Regions from separate parts of the Danio rerio genome. Here regions 1 and 2 are each linked to region 3. The links are chromatin contacts, called in public Hi-C and Micro-C maps. All regions are on one chromosome and are shown on one strand. Each heading gives the region's core, a stretch centred on a gene start, on an enhancer-like site or on the middle of the called end of the contact. The rest is flanking DNA. Distances are from core to core; before and after follow the strand shown. Region 1 holds the start of dagla (diacylglycerol lipase, alpha). Region 2 holds the start of sdhaf2 (succinate dehydrogenase complex assembly factor 2). Region 3 holds the start of arih1l (ariadne homolog, ubiquitin-conjugating enzyme E2 binding protein, 1 like).

The links. Hi-C and Micro-C count contacts between places; a contact is called where the count stands out from the background.
Region 1: a contact with region 3 is called in a Hi-C map of an unstated tissue, with 2.5 times the contacts expected there. The contact joins the promoter of dagla here to the promoter of arih1l in region 3. A contact is called at or near these places in 2 of 18 Hi-C or Micro-C datasets (hematopoietic stem cells and an unstated tissue).
Region 2: a Micro-C map of caudal fin shows a contact between it and region 3, with 9 times the contacts expected there. The contact joins the promoter of sdhaf2 here to the promoter of arih1l in region 3. A contact is called at or near these places in 2 of 18 Hi-C or Micro-C datasets (caudal fin and hematopoietic stem cells).

The regions. Positions count from the first base shown.
Region 1 is chr7:13,353,037-13,358,042 of GRCz12tu, reverse strand. It overlaps dagla (diacylglycerol lipase, alpha), which reads right to left and starts at 2,328. Exons shown (of 20, transcript XM_021477715.3): 1 at 1,559-2,328. The region is part of intron 11 of slc25a22b (solute carrier family 25 member 22b); the gene reads right to left. It overlaps si:ch73-119p20.1 (a long non-coding RNA gene), which reads left to right. Exons shown (of 3, transcript XR_223840.6): 2 at 4,108-4,308.
Region 2 is chr7:13,332,438-13,336,977 of GRCz12tu, reverse strand. It overlaps sdhaf2 (succinate dehydrogenase complex assembly factor 2), which reads left to right and starts at 1,532. Exons shown (of 4, transcript NM_001082864.1): 1 at 1,532-1,652; 2 at 3,164-3,375. The coding sequence starts at 1,626. The region is part of intron 11 of slc25a22b (solute carrier family 25 member 22b); the gene reads right to left. polr2l (RNA polymerase II, I and III subunit L) reads left to right here. Exons shown (of 3, transcript NM_001159825.3): 3 at 1-206.
Region 3 is chr7:13,481,271-13,486,128 of GRCz12tu, reverse strand. It overlaps arih1l (ariadne homolog, ubiquitin-conjugating enzyme E2 binding protein, 1 like), which reads right to left and starts at 1,538. Exons shown (of 14, transcript NM_212923.1): 1 at 1,180-1,538. The coding sequence starts at 1,485. LOC141375315 (a long non-coding RNA gene) reads right to left here. Exons shown (of 4, transcript XR_012383169.1): 3 at 4,772-4,799; 4 at 4,551-4,637.

The sequences.
Region 1 (5,006 bases), core at 1,079-3,578, 130 kb after region 3:
AAAAGACACTCTTTTGTGACAGGCAGACTACCAAGAATACCAAAAACAAAATAATAATCTACCTCACCGCAAACTGTACTCTTGGCATATGGTCATGCGTCAGAAATGATGGGTGTGCTCACAAGCCTGGAGCAACGCAAAAACACTCCTTTCATGCACACTGTTATTCATGCACAATGCAAAAGGTTTGACTGCTGTTCAGCTACCAGAGCTCCTGCCAAAACACCAGTTGCAAATGTCAATATACTGATTCAACGAATTCAAGCGTTCAAAACGTATTCAAAGAACATCACTGAAGCTCTGGTAATCTGCTGAAAATAACCTTTTTTTCTGCACGCAACATTATGTTCCATTATGGTGGAACCAGTTTGATTATTGATTAATACATTCATGTACTATAGCAAGGTTTTAAAATCTTTAAGTCTAAAATATTATTGGGAAAATATATAGCTTGTTGAACAAGTTCTTTTTTTCAACTCATTATAGTACTGTAATATTCACTTGTTTTATTTAATTTTTCACCATTTTAACATTATTTTAGCATATTTTTTTAAATCAAAGTATTAATAATTATTTTATTTAACTTAAAACGTTTAAAGCATTATTGTTTTATTATCATAGTAAATATCAGATTATTAAATCAAATGTTTATTCGTTTGTTTATCTGATGTGTAATGTGGGCTTTTAATTTAATGATTAAATATTTGATTATTTATTTTAGCCCCCCCCCCTCCCCTTTATTAATTATGTTTAGTTATATTATTTATTAAAATTTTCCATGCTATTCATCCAAACATTATCAAAGACACCTGAACACTCCTTTGCAAAACCCTGAGGATCCTCATCCCAGAGCTTGAAAACCAATATACTACTAATCCAACGTTCCTCCAGTAACGTGGAGGTACCATTGTATGAGTGTGAAAACAAGGAAATACCCTGATATAACATACAGAAATACCATAGTACTAGCATTCAAGGAGACCATGACAGGACAAGAGTATTTGTACTATAAAACATATTATACTTGCATGACTTCAATGCTGTCAGTGATGTTCAGTAGTATTTTCTGTTCTACCCCAATGGTACGAACTAATTACCATATTCAGAGAGACATTCTTAGGAACTCAGTGCACTTTACTGAAAATCACTGTGGTAAATCTCTGCACCAGGGTATTTGTACTATAAAACAATGGTATTTCAGTACTGTCAGTAGTAACTGTTTAACGTATTTTCTGTTATATCCCATGGTACAGAATGATTACCATGTTCACAGACAGTGACATTAGGGCATTATTAAGCACTTTCATTCGTAACGTAACAGTATTTTGTGTGAATGAACTGGTTAGTCCTCAAAAATAATGCATTAAGTGCATAAATCAAACAAACAATAGAATAGTACAGAATGTACTCCAAGTTATCGCAATAATAAACACAAAACCAACCCTATTTTTCGGTCAGCATGATAACATAACTGTGTCAACTAACGCTAACGCGGTTTTGAGGCGGAAACTGCGGTTACCATGGTAAAATGTCATTCGGGTCGCCCGTACAGACTCACCTGTAGTATGAGCGCGTCTTCCCGAGACCTTCTTCTGCATGGACTCTCTGATATCTCCCATCCTCCGCAAATACACACACGAGGAACCGCAAAAACCGACCCAGATCACGGTTCCGACCCAGCCACAGGTCTCAGAACAGCAGCAACAGTCCCGCTAATGCGGCGTCCCGTTTGCTTTGACACACGCACATGAATGAGCGGGGACGTGTTTTATTCGGGCTGCTCCGGTGCTCCAGAAATGGGTTTTTTATTCGGCACTGATCAGCTTCAGTTTCATTGACGATCCGCCGTAACGTCACCGATATTTTTTACGCCTTTCCAAGCGCGCGTCGCGTCAGCAGCCGCTCCATATCCCATTTAAACCGCAAAGAACCGTTGACGTACACCTGAATATATCATTTATTCCTTATGTCCGGTCGTGACATTCCCTCTTTGCGTGGTAAAATCTTACGACGAGTACAAATCCCGCACTGTCCGCCGCAGCAGCAGGTCCTAGTCAGATTGATTGCTGTATATCTTTCCCTACGATCGTTTTTCCATATGAGAAACGTCGTTGCGATTCTCCATTCCAGTTGCGCGGGTTGAACGCGCATTTCGATTCGCGCCTGCGCTCCTGGCGTATCTCACGTCATCCATTGGTTGCCGTTAGAGGCGCTGCGCTACTAACGTACGACGCTGCAATTTTCCGCTGCTTAGGAACCACTGGCTCTCACTGCTGGGACGAGCTTAGTGAATACAGAGGAGACTCCGAAACACAGAGTGCTGGGCGTGGAGCGACGTCATTTCCTGAATTTCTTAAGTCTTTGTAATGAGCAGGGTGTGTCAATTTGAGCAGACCTAATCAATTAATCAATAAAGACATTTAGAATTTATTATATTTGGTAAGATAGATAGATAGGTATGGACAACTAGATAGATGGATGGATGGATGGATGGATGGATGGATGGATGGATGGATGGATGGATAGATAGATAGATAGATAGATAGATAGATAGATAGATAGATAGATAGAAGATAGATAGATAGATAGATAGATAGATAGATAGATAGATAGATAGATAGATAGATAGAAGATAGATAGATAGATAGATAGACAGACAGACAGACAGACAGACAGACAGACAGACAGACAGACAGATAGATAGATAGATAGATAGATAGATAGATAGATAGATAGATAGATAGATAGATAGATAGATAGATAGATAGATAGATAGATAGATAGATAGGTGGATAGATAGATAGACAACTAGATAGACAGACAAACAAACAGACAGACTGGGATGGATGGATGGAATTAGAAAGTGGTGGGTGGGTGGATGGATGGATGGATGGATGGATGGATGGATGGATGGATGGATGGATAGACAGACAGACAGACAGACAGACAGACAGACAGACAGACAGACAGACAGACAGACAGACAGACAGACAGACAGATAGATAGATAGATAGATAGATAGATAGATAGATAGATAGATAGATAGATAGATAGATAGATAGATAGATAGATAGATAGATAGATAGATAGATTAGACAGACAGACAGACAGACAGATAGATTAGACAGACAGACAGACAGACAGACAGACAGATAGACAGATAGATAGATAGATAGATAGATAGATAGATAGATAGATAGATAGATAGATAGATAGATAGATAGATAGATAGATAGATAGATAGATAGATAGATAGGTGGATGGATGGACGGACGGACGGACGGACGGACGGTCAGGTAGGTAGGTAGGTAGGTAGATAGACAGACAGACAGACAGACAGATAGATAGATAGATAGATGGATAGATAGATAGACAGACAGACAGACAGACAGACAGACAGACAGACAGACAGATAGATAGACAACTAGATAGACAGACAAACAGACAGACTGGGATGGATGGATGGAATTAAAAAGTGGTGGGTGGATGGATGGATAGATGGATAGATAGATAGATAGATAGATAGATAGATAGATAGATAGATAGATAGATAGATAGATAGATAGATAGATAGATAGATAGATAGATAGATAGATAGATAGATAGATAGATAGATAGATAGATAGATAGATAGATAGATACTACAGACAGACAAACAGACAGTAGTAGATGGATGGATGGATGGACGTACAGACAATCAGACAGACAGGGAACAAATAGATTAATCAATATGCATTTTATAATATTTAATATAGCTGCATGATATATAAATGCACTGAATAAGAGCATGATCTGATTCTTCAGTGATATTTGGTTCACGTGTGCAGGAATTTGACGTAACGCATCTTGATTTGCATTACAATGCCTCTAATCTTGTGGCGTATTTCTGGTCAGGTAAAACCTGTTCTTGCACCTAAAAAAATCCACACTCTTCATTTAAATAAAAAAGGAATGCTCTCGCCGCAGGATGATAACTGTTTGCTGTCACTTCAGACTGCAGCACTCATATGACGTTGCTAATAAAGGATGACATAAAACATCAGTTTGAGGAGAACGAAAGCACATACACACACACCCCAGCTTCACCGCATCCCCCTGTTCTCTCAGATGGAGTGGTACATCCCAGCGCCTCTCCTCCTCCTCCTCCTCTTGCTGCTGCTGCTGTGTCCTCCATCACTCCATTTCCTTCATTCTGCTCTCCTTGAGGACGGATTCAGGCCTTCCTGCAGAGCAAATCCCTCGCTTTCTCATCCTCCGTCTCTGAAAAGAGGAAAGGGTGAGCAAAGTCTGCAAGACTTCATAAAGAAGGTACGTTCCCTCCATCTTGATCTTTCTAAAATTACATATCTCAATCAATATAGGCAGAGAACGTGTTACGTTGATGCGGCCTGTACAGCCATTATAACTGCATCACCACATCCGTCAGATGCCCTAAAACCCATTTCTAGCACCCATTTTGATCTGTTCCTCATGGTTTAGTCTGGTATTTATTTTTAATGCACAGTGTTCCCCTCCCTAAACTGGTCCTGCATGACTCATGCAGCTTCACAGGGTTATTTCGGCATGCTGCGGATGAGCTACTGCATGTCATTCTGATGTTAAATGCCTCGGAAACGTTGTTGTTTGTGTTTATTGGGTGCGGATGTTTACGCATATAAAGCTGCATGACTGACATTAAGAGTTACTTGTCACTTTTTATCCTAATAAAAAAAGATCTCTAACACACAAACACACACACACAAACACACACAAAAAGCTGCACATGCTTTTTAGGGAAGGAGCGACTAATGGATTCTGCCCTTTGGCTGTCGGATACAAGCAAGTCAGTAGGCCACTGCATATAATGTCATTGCTATGAAGGTCAAAGGTTCAAATCTATAATAGGGCATAATTCTGTATTTTTTAAATCAATTATTATTACATTAATTAAAATAGAAATTAAAAATAAATCAAAACTATGTTTATATATATATGCTTCATGGTAGAAACCGCTGTTATCTTCCTTT
Region 2 (4,540 bases), core at 283-2,782, 150 kb after region 3:
CGCTCAGCCTCTCCTCATATTTTCAAAGACTTGATCCTGTTCAAAGATACAGACATGAGTTCTGACATGGATATTAGACCAAATCTGAAGAAACACACTTGTGATGTTGAATTTTTGTTTATTAGGGTTTTGTTAAATAAAGATTGAAATGTATCTTCTGCTTGTTTTTTTTTCACCTGTCAAATGTCTCATAAACAGAGAATAACTCTTTGTCTGAATGAGTGATTCATTGAAGTTCAAAACAACTGAATCATTTAGAAACACTGACTCTCTTTGTTCAAAGAGCACATTTTTAATTGAATTATAAACATTAGATGTAAAACTAACCAAACAACTACCTAAGATATAACAACACACACAGAAGTTTAAACCTAAAGCGTACTATTAAAGCTTATGAATTATGAACATTCATAAAAATGAATAAACAACAGATAATTACTGTGCTATTATTATAAAGCTATTGTATTATAATAATCATTTAAAGCAAAAATGGATCTATTAAATACCGAAGTGTGGTTGATAACACATTTGAACAATAAATCCATATTTATTTTGTACTTGAGAGATGTCAACAAGTAAACGAGTGATTCATTAAGTCGGTCGTTCAGATAGTTTGTTCAATACTACTGAATCATTTAGAAACACTTTATTTAAAAAGCACATTTTTAATTGAAACAAAGTTAAAATTAACCAAACAGCTACCTAAAATATGTTTGTTAAAGCCCTAGACTAGTCTCACACACATACACAAAATAAGTTTAAACCTAATTAGTAATAATACTAAAGCTTAAAAAATACATTCATAATAACAAGTAATTACTGTTCTATAATTATTAATCTATAGTGCTATAATTACAATTTAAAGCAAAATGGATCAGTTAAACATCATATTGTAGTTATAATGACATATTTGAACATTAAATTCATATTTATTTTGTACTTAAGTAATGTCAACAAGTAAACGTTACTTACAGAAACAGACCAAAGCAGAAACTAATTAAATCAGTAATAAAACAGATGAAATTTCTATATAATTTTGATGAAACAAATTTCACCCCATTAATATTTTTGTAACCAGTGTCATTTCTATTTGGAATACATTTCATTTAAGTTACATTACATATACATTAATACAATTTAAACTGTAAGGAATTAATGCATTACTTTTAGGCTTTGGAATATAATTTTAGTTATTAAGATATTAAACAGATTTTGAGCTTAATTTTGTTTTAGCAAACGCGAAATAAATGGAAATTCGACGGATAATCAGTAACTGTTGCTTTAAAAATTAATGAGTGTGCTTCCGTTTTATAAGTGCTCACAGAAATACATTCCCACGGAAACAAATGTCGACGTTTAGTCATTTCATCTTTGTTAAACTTACACGTGCCAGTCTGGAAGAAAAAAAAACATCAAAGGTTAAAACACACGACATTAAAATATATTTAAAGCAACATTCAAATAACCTTCAAATAAGAAGATGATATTGACCTTACCAACATGGCTGCGCTTCCGGCTCTCGTTGCGAAACAGTTGCATAAACTCTCCTTCAAAATGAAAAGGCAATAGACAGGGAAACACCTGATTATTAAAGCCTTAAAGCAGGGAAGAAACGACACGATAACATGTTTTCAGCAAATATCGCTAGAAAGGTAACGTTATGTTTTTGTGCTTTGTGTTCATTTTGTGGCGACAGAATTTTAAAGATGTTATTTGACCTCACGTGTCTGAATATAGAGAGATCATCGTCATTCTGCATAAGGGTATTACCTTTAAAGCTATTTAAAGCAACTATTAAAATGTATAAAACATATATACATTTAAATATATTAAAATGGAAATTATAAACCTAAAACTACAGGTTGTATTAATGGTGTATCAGATCAACATCAGATTAAAATTTTTGTTGTCTCCTCTTCTTATAAGGTTTTATTGTAAAAATAATGTTGTTTTATATATATATATACACGCTTTTGTAATAGCTTGTGACAAAACACTATGAAAGTGGCAAACTCCTTCCCCCTCCTCAAGTTACTGCATTCATAATTGTCAAAAACATTGTTAATAATCAAAATGTTTTATACATAACATTTAAAACAAGAACTGAAAATATAAAGTAACATTTGTAAACATGTTAAGTTGTTTACATAGTGAATTATAGAATTAAATAAAAATGCATTCACTTTATTGTAAATTACATGAATAGGAAATTATATGAATAGTAAATTATATGAATAGGTAAAATCTGATTAAAAAACAGAAACAGATTAAAATAAGCTAAATAAAAAAATATGAAATTATAATAATAGTATTAAAAAGCTTATACACCACTTAAATTAAATGCGTTGCAGCAAATACATAAGTTTATGATTTCCAAAAATAATATCCATGTTTACGTAAGTATTAACAAGTGAAAATAATTTTTTCCTATATTTTGATTCAGTATTATTTAAAATATATAAGGATTTTGTATATAAGGGATTGGGTTTTATGATAAAACACAATTATTATGCCATCATTAATTCATTTTTTTTCCCGGCTTAGTCCCTTTATTAATCTGGGGTCGCCACAGCGGAATGAACCACCTACTTATCCAGCATATGTTTCAGGCAGAGGATGCCCTTCTAGCTGCAACCCATCACTGTAAAACATCCATACACACACACACACTACAGACAATTTAGCTTACCCAATTAACCTATAGTGCATGTCTTTGGACTTGTGAGGGAAACCGGAGCACCCAGAGGAAACCCACGCCAATACGGGGAGAACATGCAAACTCCACACAGAAACACCAACTGATCTAGCTGAGGCTCGAACCAGCAATCTTCTTGCTGTGAGGTGATCGTGCTTCCCACTGCGCAACCGTGCTGCCCTAACTATGCCATTATTAATAAGTTATAGTTGATTAGAAAAACTAATTATAAAAAAAACACAATTTTCTTGCCCTGAAAATAATCACAGAAGGTGATTATGGTGCTAAAAACAAACAAGTGTTTCATTCATAATGCTGTGTAAAATAGTATACACACTGAGAGTTCAAAAGGATGGTTTCTTTTATGCTTATGTCAGATGAATCCTACATTTATTGGTGTTTATTATTGTTTATGTTGACAGGAGCAAACAGATTTTCATGGTTGTCTAATATGTGTTGTATTCTCAGGTTGTTTGTTCTGTGTGTCGGGCATCTCTGCGTCCCACTGTGTGTCCAGTGGTTTATCGAGGTTACCGTGGCGATGCTCCAGAACCGACCATCCTTGAGATCCCGTTGCCGCCTTGGCAGGAGAGAGCAGGAGAAGCTCTGGACATCAAGAGGAAGAGACTGCTGTACGAGAGCCGCAAGAGAGGCATGCTGGAGAACTGCATCCTGCTCAGGTCAGGCTGACACAACACACCACAACACAGCCTCGATTACACCTGCAGTTAAAGTGAATGAACTTTAAAAATAAAAGAGAAAGCTCACAAATATTAATGTCATTAAATTGTCAATTCTGTCATTAAAGGGACAATTCACTAAAAAATAAATTAATTCTGTCATTAACGGGATAATTAACACAAAAATGAATGAACATCGTCTTTAAAGGGATAGTTCACTCAAAAATAAATGAAAATTCTGTCTGTAAAGGGACAATTTACTCAAAAATTAATAAATTATGTCATTAAAGGGATAATTAACACAAAAATGAATGAACATTCTGTCTTTAAAGGGACAGTTCGCTCAAAAATGTATAAATTCTGTCATTAAAGGGATGGTTCACCTCAAAATGATGGAAAATTATGTAATTAAAGGGATAGTTCACTCAGTAAAGGGATATTTAATTTAAAAATCAATGTAAATTGGCATTAAAGACATCGTTCACTCAAAAATAAATTAATTCTGTCTTTGAATAGATAGTTCACTCGACAAACAAAACAAAATACTGTCATTAAAGGGATAAATCACCCCAAAATGAAGACAAATTCTGTCTTTAAAGGGATAGTTTACTCAAATATGAATAAAAATTCTGTCTGTAAAGGGATAATTTACTCAAAAATGTATAAATTCTGTCAATAAAGGGATAATTAACACAAAAATGAATAAATATTCTGTCTTTAAAGGGACAGTTCGCTCAAAAATTAATAAATTATTTTTTTAAAGGGATGGTTCACCTCAAAATGATGAAAAAATGTGTCATTAAAGGGATAGTTCACTCAGTAAAGGGATATTTAATTTAAAAATTAATGTAAATTGGCAGTAAAGACATCGTCCACTCAAAAATGAATTAATTCTTTCATTGAAGAGATAGTTAACTCGACAAACAAAACAAAATTCTGTCTTTAAAGGGATAAATCACCCCAAAATGAAGACAAATTCTGTCTTTAAAGGGATAGTTCACTCAAAAATTAATAAATTCTGTCAATAAAGGGATAGTTCACCTCAAAATGATGAAAAATATGTCATTAAAGGGATAGTTCACTTAGTAAAGGGATATTTAATTTAAAAATGAATGTAAATTGGCATTAAGATCATTGTTCACTCAAAAATGATTAAATTCTGTCA
Region 3 (4,858 bases), core at 289-2,788:
GGAATAATGGGAAGATCCCGACTGCTGCCAGAAAAGGCAAACATGTTGATTTTTATCCAGAGGATTTGTTAAAAACAGAGCAATTTTTCTTTAAACCATTGTACATTATTTTACAGAAAAAAAATATTTGTTTTACTATTATTGGTTTCATTTTATTTTACATTAAAAACGTGATAATAAAATGAAGTGTTGTTAATTATGTTTAATTTGATGTTTGTTTTCATAAAAAAAAACACTACAAAAAGTACCAGTAGAAGAACCGTTAAAGTACCAACCCGATAAGTGGTATCGATGAAAGTAGTAATGTCTTTAAAACCTTTACGATACCCATCCCTAGTATTAAGGAACCACAATGTGTTTAGATGTTATCCTTAAGAGCTGTCAACTTAAGTTTAGCCTCAGCTAACTAGGTCAAGCTAACATAAACACACTACAATCTAACATAAAATAAAATCTAACATAAACGCACTACAATCTGATCCACCACACATTTTAATACCATCAAAGAAACACGATACGTTTGACCATTATCATTAAGAGCTGTCAACTAAAGTTCAGAAAACTAGGTCACGCTAGCAAAACTAGCTAACCCCAGCTCTCCAAAGAATCTCTTTAATTCTCCAGAAATACCATAAAAACACTAGACACTAGAAAGTAAGCATAAATACACTTTTATGAAACACAGTACAACCTTACGGAGATGAAGACTACACACAAGCACGTTAAAATTCGCATAATTCGGCCTGTAGTCAATCAGTTAGCCGCTAATGCTAACAGCACAATATAAACAAACTAGGAAACCCGCTGGTAACTCCTAATAAACAATACATTTATATAACGTTACAATCAAAGAAACAAAATACGATTAAACGTTATCTTTAATAGCTGTCAACTAACTAAAGTTCAGACTTAACAAACTGGGTCACGCTAGCAAAACTTAGCTCACCAAAAAGCACCCTAAATCTCTAAAAATACCACAAAAACACAAGACAGTCAGAATGCAAGCATAAAAACACTCCATAAAACCTCACAAGTACTAAAACTACACACACGAACGCTTAATTTTGTATAAATAGGCCTCTCGTACTGTCAGATCAGTTAGCCGCTAATGCTAACAGCCCCATATAAACAAACTTCGAAACTCTCGGAAAACCCCTGGTAAACAGGCTCATTGTCTACCTGTATGACCTCGTTGACATCCCTGATGCACTCCACCATGTGCTGGAGGATCTGCTCGGTGGTCAACACCTCGAAGCGGTAGTCCTCATCCTCCTGTCCGGGCCCTGGGCCGCCGCCGCCGCCGGTATCCGCGCAGTCGTCGGGCTCTCCTCCGGCCACCGCGGGGTCCAGCAGCTCCACCTCGCCCAGCTCCAGCGAGTCATCCACGGCCTCCTCTTCTCCGCTGTCCACGCTGCACTCCTCCTCCTCTTCTTCCTCCTCCTCTTCATCATCAAACTCATAATTGTAGCCCTCGTCCGAGTCCATGGCGGGGCGAATGATATAAAGTGTCAGGGAGTGAGTGAGTCTGTGTGTTGTGGTGTGTTTGACCTGCGCTTTACTGACTGAGCGGATCCTTATTAGAGACGCGCCGCGTCACTGCTGCGTCACTCACTCACTACAGAATATCCATGCTTCATAATAAGACAAAGCTATGGATGCTTCCTCATAGTTGTTTTCTAACAAATAAAGTAAAAGAGATTTCTCATAAAAATATTCATAAATTCAATCCGGCTAGTCATTATGTGCAAAAAATAAAATCTCCTCCGACTGTTCCTTTTGTGATGATTGTTTTGAAACTGTTGTTCATCTTTTTTGGTACTGTCCATTTACAAAAATATTTTGAAAAAATGTCTTGAATTTTATTCGAATCAAATTTAGAATGAATGTACTTTGTATTGGAAAGATGTAGCCTAGTATTGGGCTTTACTGATTATGAACAACCTAAAAGTAAACAGTTGTATGTGGTGAACTTAATTTAGCTTCAAGCTAAATTTCACACTCATAAGTCAAAATTCTCTAACTCCAGACCAATGTTTGTGGTTTTTATGAACGAATTGAAACAATACCTTTACTGATTCAATTGTCTCATAACAAAAAGGCTCTAAAAACTTCAACTGTCTGGGGTTCTTTCCATGTTTAATGAGTAAATTTAGCCTTTTCAATATGTATTTTTTATATACCCCCTGTGTTTAACTGTTTCTTCTTTTTTTGTTTGTTTTTTGCAGTTTTTCTTCATTGTTAAAGGTGATTGTTCTGCCTGGTGATGCATATAAATTGTATACACTGTTTATAGGCTTAAAAAAAACTACACTGTAAAAAATTTGACCTTAAATTCACAGTAAATTACTGGCTAATAATTGCATTACTTTCACAGTAAATTACTGTATGTAAATTCACAGTAAATTATTGTGAGGTAGTTCACAGTAATTTACTGTGGTTTTGTCACATTAAATTATTGTGAAATTACAACCATATATTGTAACTTTACAGTAGATAATAAAGTCCGTTAGTGTGATTTCACAGTATTATCTTGTAGAATTAACTGTATTTTACTGTGAATTTGAAAAACGATTACTGTGATTTAGCAGTAGGTTGCAGTTTAAATACCTGATTTAACTGTAAAGTTACAGTTATATCCCGGATTACTGTAATTTTACAGTTTGGTGCTGTAAAATTTCAAAGCAAATTTAGGTCACACAAAAATGAAAATTATATATTGATTTACTCACCCTCAGGTTGTTCCAGCTCTGTTAAAAATGATTTTTTTTTTGTTAAACACAGGAATAAAAATATCAAATATTCCCCTTTGTGTCTAAACAACCTGAAAATGCGTAAATGATGACAGAATCTTCATTTTTGGGTGATCTGAGAAGACTCTAAAATCAAAATAAAAACAAACACACATACATTTTTACAGATTTATTTAACAGCTTAATGACATCTGTGTCAACATTTCAGAAAACTTTCAAAAGGTGAAGGTGAAGCCTCAAAAAATCCTAAGAACATATTAACAAAAAAATCTGACATCATATGTAGCATACATATAAAAAGCAGTGCTTCAGAGTGCGCGCTCTCTCTCTCTCATATATATATCATATATATATATATATATATATATATAAATATATATATATATATAAATATTTATATATATATATATATATATATATATATATATATATATATATATATATATATATATATATATATATATATATATATATATATATATATATATATATCATGAATCATTTTCCTGATAATTTTACACACTTGCTGGTTGATGTGTCTTCTCTGCTTCTTTGACTTGGTCTGTCTTCCATCTCCAAACTGGTGCCCAAAAAGCACCTATAAGCAAAAGGGCAGACAAACAGTTAGCTTCATACAACACTTCTGGGACACTACTGCTGCACTACAGAGCAAAATTACTATTAGCTCAGTTTGAACATGCTGACAATACTGTAGCTCAGTCAAACTGCAATCATTTAAACAAAAACATCTGAAAAGCATTTCCATCACAAACACACATTCAAGAACAATCTAACAACAAATAGTGGTTTTAATGACCTAGGCAGAGCATTTTAAAACAGTTGATTTGATTTACACCTTCTGTTTACAGACTATAATCTAATGCTGGGTTCACACTTACTGCAAAGTGAACACGTACATCACAGCACTTGTTCTTGAATACTAGCAGGATGTTTTTTGCATCAAGCTAATTTTTCATGATTTAAATATTAGGAAAATTTTGCAAAAAACTTGATTGAAGTGATACACCACTTGTGTTGTATTCATTTCAATCAAGTTTTTTTTTGTAAAAATTCCAAATATTTTTCCACGTTTTTTGAGTTTCACTTAATTTGTGCTTCCCAGTAAAAATTTCCCACTATTTATGCATTTGCAATGACTAGCATGTAATCCACTCACCTGAATAGGTCACTTCACATATGGTATAAGAGCCCCATCCTTTTAAAGACAGCTTTCCCTCTGGTCTCCAGCACAGACAGACAAATTGAGTCTGCAACACACCCCTTTATTACAAGGGGACAAGGGGAGTCATGACTTGTGCTCCTATACATTCCTTGTTTAACCCCCCGAAAACAAGCCCTCAGTTACAATATTTATTGTAGACATTACCTTAAATTCCAGAGTGCAAAAGGCATCTTCAGCATACTTCAGTTTCAGACCAGATCCAAAGTCAGTCGTTAAATTCAGGTGAGGTCTCATGACCACTCGACCCTCCAAGGAATAAGACTGTTTGTTTGATGTTGTACTGCTGGGGAAAGAAAGACTAAATTAGAGATGTTTGTGAATAATTACATTTGTTTGTAGAAACAAAGTTGACATTCCATACTCTGCCTATTAAAAACCAAGCAAACAAACACACATGCCCAGTAAAATTGCTAATAAAAATAAAAACTATAGTTGAAAAAAAATCTGTCTAATATTTACTACTACTGGAGGTACTGGTGGAACTTCTGGAAGAAGAAAAAGAGTTTGTACAAGAAACTGCTCACAACAAATCTGTGAAAAACCTGACATTTAAAAATCTAATAAAAACGAGGAAGGTTCAACATTACCTTTAATAATCAAGAGAGGGGTGATTGGCATCAGTGTTTCAACATCAGTGGCTGTGGCTGCAAAAAATATGAATATAATAAGAGTAGAATAAGACTCAACCTAACACACACACACATACTGTGTATATATATAGGTTTAGACTGTGATAATGAATTTAGGTTATATTTGTGTGCTTAGAATTTACACTCACCTCACACTTCAGCTATTATCAGGTACACCTGAACACCAAAAAATAAAATGTACAGTTAGTGGCAATATACAATTAGTTCTCATTAGT